2 separate regions of the Mus musculus genome follow, and region 1 is linked to region 2. A link is a contact called in public Hi-C data. All regions are on one chromosome and are shown on one strand. The core of a region is the stretch at or near the end of the contact, and the rest is flanking DNA. Distances in the headings are between cores, read along the strand shown.

Region 1 (3,303 bases), core at 443-2,942, 310 kb before region 2:
CCAGTTCATTTTGGTGGGACAAGTAATACAAGTGGCTTTCAGAAAACAGCATTTAAAATTTCTTTTCTACCATTTACTTTGATATCTGGGCAAGGCATCCTTATCGCCGTCCTGGGACATGCTTTTTAAGAGCTGTCCTTCTTCAGCATCTTGTATTGAAGCTATCAGAGGGTTGTTAAAGTGATGGACCTTGGTCTGGGGTGATGGATGTGTAATCTATTGCTTGTTTCCATTGTCTCTGGTTAGTTACCACGTGGTTAAAGGCAATTGTGGGATTATAGGTTCATGTCCCAAGTGGGGCTGTCTTGTTCTGTGACTTGGCCGGTGCTGACTTATATATGGATATTGCTCAGAGAAGTGACGTAGATGCTCTTCTAGGTTACCCTTTTAAAATAAAATTAAAACAATTTATTTTATTTTTAATTATTTGAATGTATGTGGGTATGGACAGGAGAGTGCTAGTGCCTAGAGGCCAGAGGTCCATCTTTCTGGAACTGGAATTACAAGAGGTTGGGGGTCACCTGATACAGGAGTTGGATGAAGGTTCTCTGCCAGAGCATGTGAACCACTGAGCCGTCTCTCGTCCTGGAGAGTACAGTAAGAGGCACACACGCAATTGCATTAGTGAGTGTGAGCCTCTCTCTCCATACCTCTCCTGCTTTTCCCATCATGTCTCTCCTTCTTCCCTTTGCCTCTCTCTTGAGGTATGAAGTTGTCTGTGTGATTTACTTTTGATTTTTCTCCCCGAGCCTCAACCACTCGGGAGATAGAGGCAGGGGAATCTCTCTGAGGCCAGCCCTGTCTGCAATTCCAGTACAGCCAGAGCTACCCAGAGAAACAGAAACCCCATGTTCAGAAACCAAAAACCAAAGCCAATCAAACAACCCAAAGACTCAGAGCATCTTTATTTTTCGTTCTGCTCTGTTGTTTTGGAAAGGCACACTTTTAATTCTGGCAGAGGCAGGCAGATCTGTGTGAGTTTGAGGACAGCCTGGGCTACACAGTGTGTTCTGGAACAGACAGGGATTTGTAGCGAGATCTTATCTCAAAACAAACAAACAAACAGACAGACAGAGAGACAAAAAGGGGTTTTGTTTAGGGTTGCTATTGTTGTTTTCTGCTGAGGTTAAAGGCAGGGTGGTTAGTTTGTATTATCGAATACTCTGTTACACAGGCAGTACACCCGCCCGCAGAGTACTCTAGAATGGGAAAGTTTGAGGGTCGAGTCTCCACACTCTCCTAGGATTATAAGGCCCAAAGTCCATGTGCAAACCCGCGGGAGGCAGGAAGAAGACACTAAGACCAGTGAGAAAGCTCTCTTCTGCTGTGTAGTCACAACCAAAAAGAAAGCAGTGGCGTTTCAGACAAATATCATTCCAGAGTGGAATTCGAGAGTGATTTTTATGTTACTGTTGGTGCAGTGGCAAGCGTCACTCGGCCAGCAGCAAACATCCGGGAGCCCTGTACTAGGCAGGATGTTAGGATGTCAGCTTCATGGAGGAAAGGAACAATGGCTGTTTAATTTGCTTTTTATAGCCAAGCCCATTTGGGAAGAATGAAGACAGGAGACTCTCAGAAGAGCTTCCTTTCCCTGAGGGCTGGCCCATCTGCTCTGTGGAGAGGAGACTGCTGACTCAGGAAGCCCTGCCAGGGAGCCTGCCGCGGCTGCACTGGGCTTCGGCGCCCGGCCAGGATGCTGGCCCACATGGCCGCCGAACAAATGGTGTGCCCCGGGTGCAGGGAGGTTGTCAGGGCTCCTTTCTAAGACAGGACAACTGACTTCTGTCCTTGGATTACTGAGACATATGTTCCATGACCACCACAAGCACCCTTTTTTTTTCCGACAAAGCCTCTTTCATGGGCTATTGTGAGGGGGGATAAAAGATAAATGAAGCTCGCTCCCAAGAGATTAAGCGTTTAAGAAAAATTAGTCAGTTTCTCTAAGTATCACATAGATCTACGGCTTTTTCAGGAGAAAACAGAAAATGCAATCTCTCATAAACACCCCTGCATGCTTATGAATATTCATCTTTAAACATAATGAGCTGTCATAACTTCTATTTTAGTTTTGTAAACACTACGCTGAAACTTCCAGAGGTCCAACGACAGCTAAAAGCTGCTGTGGTTTTATTTATTTATTCTTTATTTTATTTTATTATTATTTTTTTGAGTTCAGGAATCTATTTTTTATTATCTTTTGCCATCTGCCCCCTCCTCTCCTCTCCTCTCCTCTCCTCCCCTCCCCTCCCCTCCCGTCCCCTCCGCTCCCGTCCCCTCCGCTCCCGTCCCCTCCGCTCCCGTCCCCTCCCCCTCCCCCCTCCCCCCTCCCCTTTCTTTCTTTCTTTCTTTCTTTCTTTCTTTCTTTCTTTCTTTCTTTCTTTCTTTCTTTCTTTCTTTCTTTCTTTCTTTCTTTCTTTCTTTCTTTCGCTATTTCAACATCTTGGAATGAGTCTAGAAGCATTCTCCACTCCCGATCGTCTATCGAAACTAATCAATTACTTCGTCATAGCCTCATGCCAGAGTGAACAAACTCCAGAAAGAACCTGAGTTTCCCCTTGACCGTGATGCTTGCATAGCTAGTTTTATTTTCCAACCATGCTGAAGACGCCGTGTTGGTGGCTTCCAGTGGAGAACATCTGAGACTTGAGTGAGGAATGGGCTTTCCTGCATAGCGCATGCTCAGTGGAGAGCTGGAGGGTGCCAACAAGATCGCTGTGAGAACAGGTCTCTCTGTAGGAAGCATGGTACCAGTGCTCACTGGCATTTGCCATACTGGGTGCTGGTGGCACATTACCACATGGGCTTTTCCTCCTCAAACTTGATATGGACCCAGCTGAACTGCGCTATCTTTCTCTCTTCTAGTCACATACTTGCATATACACATCCCCTTGTGGGTCCTGGTGAAAGACATGGGTTCTCTTAGACACTAGACGATGTCATCTCGGGATTTCTTTCATAAATTGCAATCACTCCAACTGTTGTTGATAAAGACATACGAGTGAAGACGCCTGCCACGTGCATTTTACTCTTTGTTTGTATTATGAATTTCTCTAGATACCTATGTTTCTGCTCGAGAGTGGGAGTGAAGACTATCCTCTTGACTGTTCAGGTCTTCAGGGGGATGGTAAATTCTCAGGCTGTGGGTACACCTCAGGACTCGTATAAGATGTGGCTTTCTGTTTTCCATCCTTCCTGACCGCTCTTCTGCACAGTTCCTTCTCGGGTACAAACAGATAAATGAAAATCTAAGCTGGGGTCAGACAGACCTCTTCAGAGTCCTACCCAACAGGACCGTTTCGATTT
Region 2 (3,021 bases), core at 515-3,014:
TGCTAAACAGAGCTGAGGAGTCCCCAACCTGGTGTGAAGGTCAAGCTGAACTATTTAAACGTCTCTCACAATCCATTCATAAACGATTTTAATATTCTTCACAGCATAGTAATTTTATAGACCAATAATAACTCTGTAAGTGGGGAACTGATAGGAAGAGGAGGGGAGGGGAGGGGAGGGGAGGGGGAGGAGAGTCTGGAGCTCAGAGATGTTAGGTGAATGGACTACAAGTACATTCCGTGAGAGGGCAGGGTCGCTTGGCCTGGTGGCATACAGTTCTGATCTCGCCTACTCAAGAAGCTGAGACTGAAGTATTAAAAATTCAAGGTCAGCCTAGGCTACAGAGTAAATACTAGACCATCCTAGGCAATTTAGAAAAAAATTCTATCAACTATAAAGTAAAGAGAGGGTGTGGGGGCCATGATTCGGCGCCAGTGTGAACAAAAACCCTAACGCTTTGAAAATATAAGGGCTCCATCTCAGGGTCCTGTCCACGGAGTCCACTGCTCCTCACAACAGGCCGCACTGTCTTGAAAATGGGATGATCATTATCTGAGCAGAAGAGGACTCATACTAACCCCCAGGAGATGGAGAACAGGTGTCAAAAGGGAAATTTGGGGAGAGGGCCATTCAGTGTTGTGACCTGCTTCAAAGGGCTAAGCTGCTAGGCCAGGGATGTATCCCCCACCTGAAGCGGGGTCCCCAGTACACCTAAGAGGGGAAGCTTTCGGAGCTTAGAGTAGGGCCAACCACAGGAAACCTGCACAAGAAATCCTAACCTCAATGGTCACATAGTCCCGGGGAACGATTTCTATCGAGGCTGGGTTCCACAAGGAACTTCCCGTTCTGGAGGACCCAGAAGTCGGCTCAGCAGGAGGTGGGACGGGATGCTCTTTTATGTATCCTCTGCTCTATTACAAAGCAAGGCCCCCTTCCCTCCCACTCCCACCCCACCCCAGCCATGCTGCTGCTCCAAAGGCTGCCCCAACCCATTGTCTCCTGGGCCACAGAATAGCACTTTCTGCCCACAAAGAAATGTAATTTACAGGCCACTTTCTCTTTAATCCACCAGAAAAAGGCAGGATGATGAGTCTGTGGGCAGAAATCCAATGTTACAAGGATTTCAACGGATGCAAATTGTTTCCTGGATAAGGGCTAATGACAGCTAATAGGCCGGTGCCGGGGGCTAGGCGGATGACCTAGCACCAGCTTCCTATTTCTGTCGGCCAAAATCGCAACTTCCATCTGCTATTTTCATCCTCCTCCCATGTTATTGTCACTGTGGCCACAGTTTCACACTCCTACTCCTCCCAAAGGACGTGAGCATGCTATTTTACATAGGAATACAAAAGCCTGAGCCTTCCCTCCAAGCTACTGGGAAATGAATCAGCACATGCCTCAGCTTCCTAGCCCACCTGAGTGGTCACGTGCGTGCGTGCGTGCGTGCGTGCGTCCATGCGTGCGTGCCTGCCTGCCTGCACTGCCCAATTTGGTTTGTTCAAAATGGAGTTGCTTGGAATGTATGAACTAGCAAGCCACTGAGTAATGGTGAATCACCCCTGGATGTTTTACCCAGGCCTCAGACAAGGAGCTGGCTCCCGTTGTAGCTTTTTGGGGGTCACTTAAATCCATCAGAGAGGAACGCACAGCCCCAAGCCTTGTGCTGAAGATGAAGCGCTGATCAAGAGCAAGATCAGCCGGGCACATAAAGACTACCAAGCATCCAAAAAGTGTTTCTGAGAGCTGACATCAGCCCACATGTTGGCAAAGCAGTAGAAAGTGTGGGAGTCAGGTGGCGAGGGAGGGGGTGCTCCAAGGATGTAGAAAAGACGCTAAAAATCCTTGTTTGACAAAGCAGGCTTGGGATGTGGTGGCAGAACACCACAGCCACACTGTCTTGGGCTAACTTAAGTTTTCTGTTTCTCCCATTATCCCGTTGCTGGTCTCCCCAGATGCTCTCCCACCCCCAGCCCTGCCTATCTCCAGCCCGGCTCTCATTAAGCTGCACAGCATACCTTTCTCGGGCTTCCTGACTCAATTTCCCCAGCATCATTCAGTCTGAGTCACAGGTTTTAATCACAAAGGCATTATGAAGTGTGCTTCTATTTCTATTCCCTCCGCTACGCTGTGACCATCTCAGGAGTAATGGGTTCTCGCCCATCTTTCTACCTGCTGTTATCCACGCAGAGCTTTAATGAATACCTCCTGGATAAATAAGGAGCGGCGAGGGACCAAGGAGAGGAGGAAAAATGGAAACTGGGGAAGGGAGGGAGAAAGCAAAGAAACAAGGAGGGCTGAGCTTATAGCTCAGCGAGATAATTGCGGAAACCATGTGATACAGGCTGGCTTGTACCAGGGAGAGCAAAGAGCAATTAAAATGTTTAATCTTCCTTGAATACTATTGATAAGGCTCTACATATGTGATTGACAAGGAAAACACAAAGACTTGCTAAGAGACTAAAAAAATGGGTTTTGAATGGGGTGATCTTGTTGCAGATAATAAGCTGCTTGCTGGCCCAGCTGCCTGCCTGCTCTGAGGTGTTGATGGCTTCTCCCTGCTGGTTAGAGAATCTAGGTAGAGAGAAAAACGGCCCTGCTGCTCACCGATCTGATCCCCTCCCCCAGGGAAGCAGGAAGACTTCCTCAGCCAAAGCTTCTGAAGGAGCTGACAGGCTTTCAAGAGCCCACCTCACCACTGGCCCCGAGACCTGCTCAGACCCTTTTAGGGAGATGCCAGAAGGAAAGGGGCAGACAGGAGGAGGCAGAGGAGGCCTACATGGGGGGGGTGGTGGTGTATCATTCCCTAACTTGTCAAATTTGCCTTTCCTCCCAACATCTATGAATCCATGCAGATGCTCTGACTAACCTGCTGAAGTGTCTGAGGAGAAGAAAGATTCCCTACCTCCTTGTTGATAACCAGGAAGCAAGAGTGTGGCTGAAGAGGAGGGGTAAGCCCCTAGAGCAGACTCACCACTCAACTTCCAACTCACACATGTCTATGGGAATTGGGGGACATGGTGA

The links. Hi-C and Micro-C count contacts between places; a contact is called where the count stands out from the background.
Region 1: a contact with region 2 is called in a Hi-C map of cerebral cortex, with 2.6 times the contacts expected there. The contact joins two enhancer-like sites. A contact is called at or near these places in 1 of 15 datasets of contacts at CTCF or cohesin (the NIH/3T3 cell line), 2 of 484 Hi-C or Micro-C datasets (cerebellar granule neurons and cerebral cortex) and 1 of 115 datasets of contacts at active chromatin or transcription factors (bone marrow-derived macrophages).

Annotation. Positions count from the first base shown.
Region 1 is chr8:34,678,455-34,681,757 of GRCm38.p6, reverse strand. No RefSeq gene overlaps it. Among named protein-coding and RNA genes, the nearest start is that of Gm46069, 9.9 kb to the left of the region's middle. Within about 2 kb of position 1,692, at least 110 of the 459 cell types and tissues checked have an H3K27ac peak or open chromatin away from gene starts, as enhancers often do. A contact at or near this core is called in cerebral cortex, where this site is marked.
Region 2 is chr8:34,370,939-34,373,959 of GRCm38.p6, reverse strand. No RefSeq gene overlaps it. Among named protein-coding and RNA genes, the nearest start is that of Gm33831, 14 kb to the left of the region's middle. Within about 2 kb of position 1,764, at least 25 of the 459 cell types and tissues checked have an H3K27ac peak or open chromatin away from gene starts, as enhancers often do. A contact at or near this core is called in cerebral cortex, where this site is marked.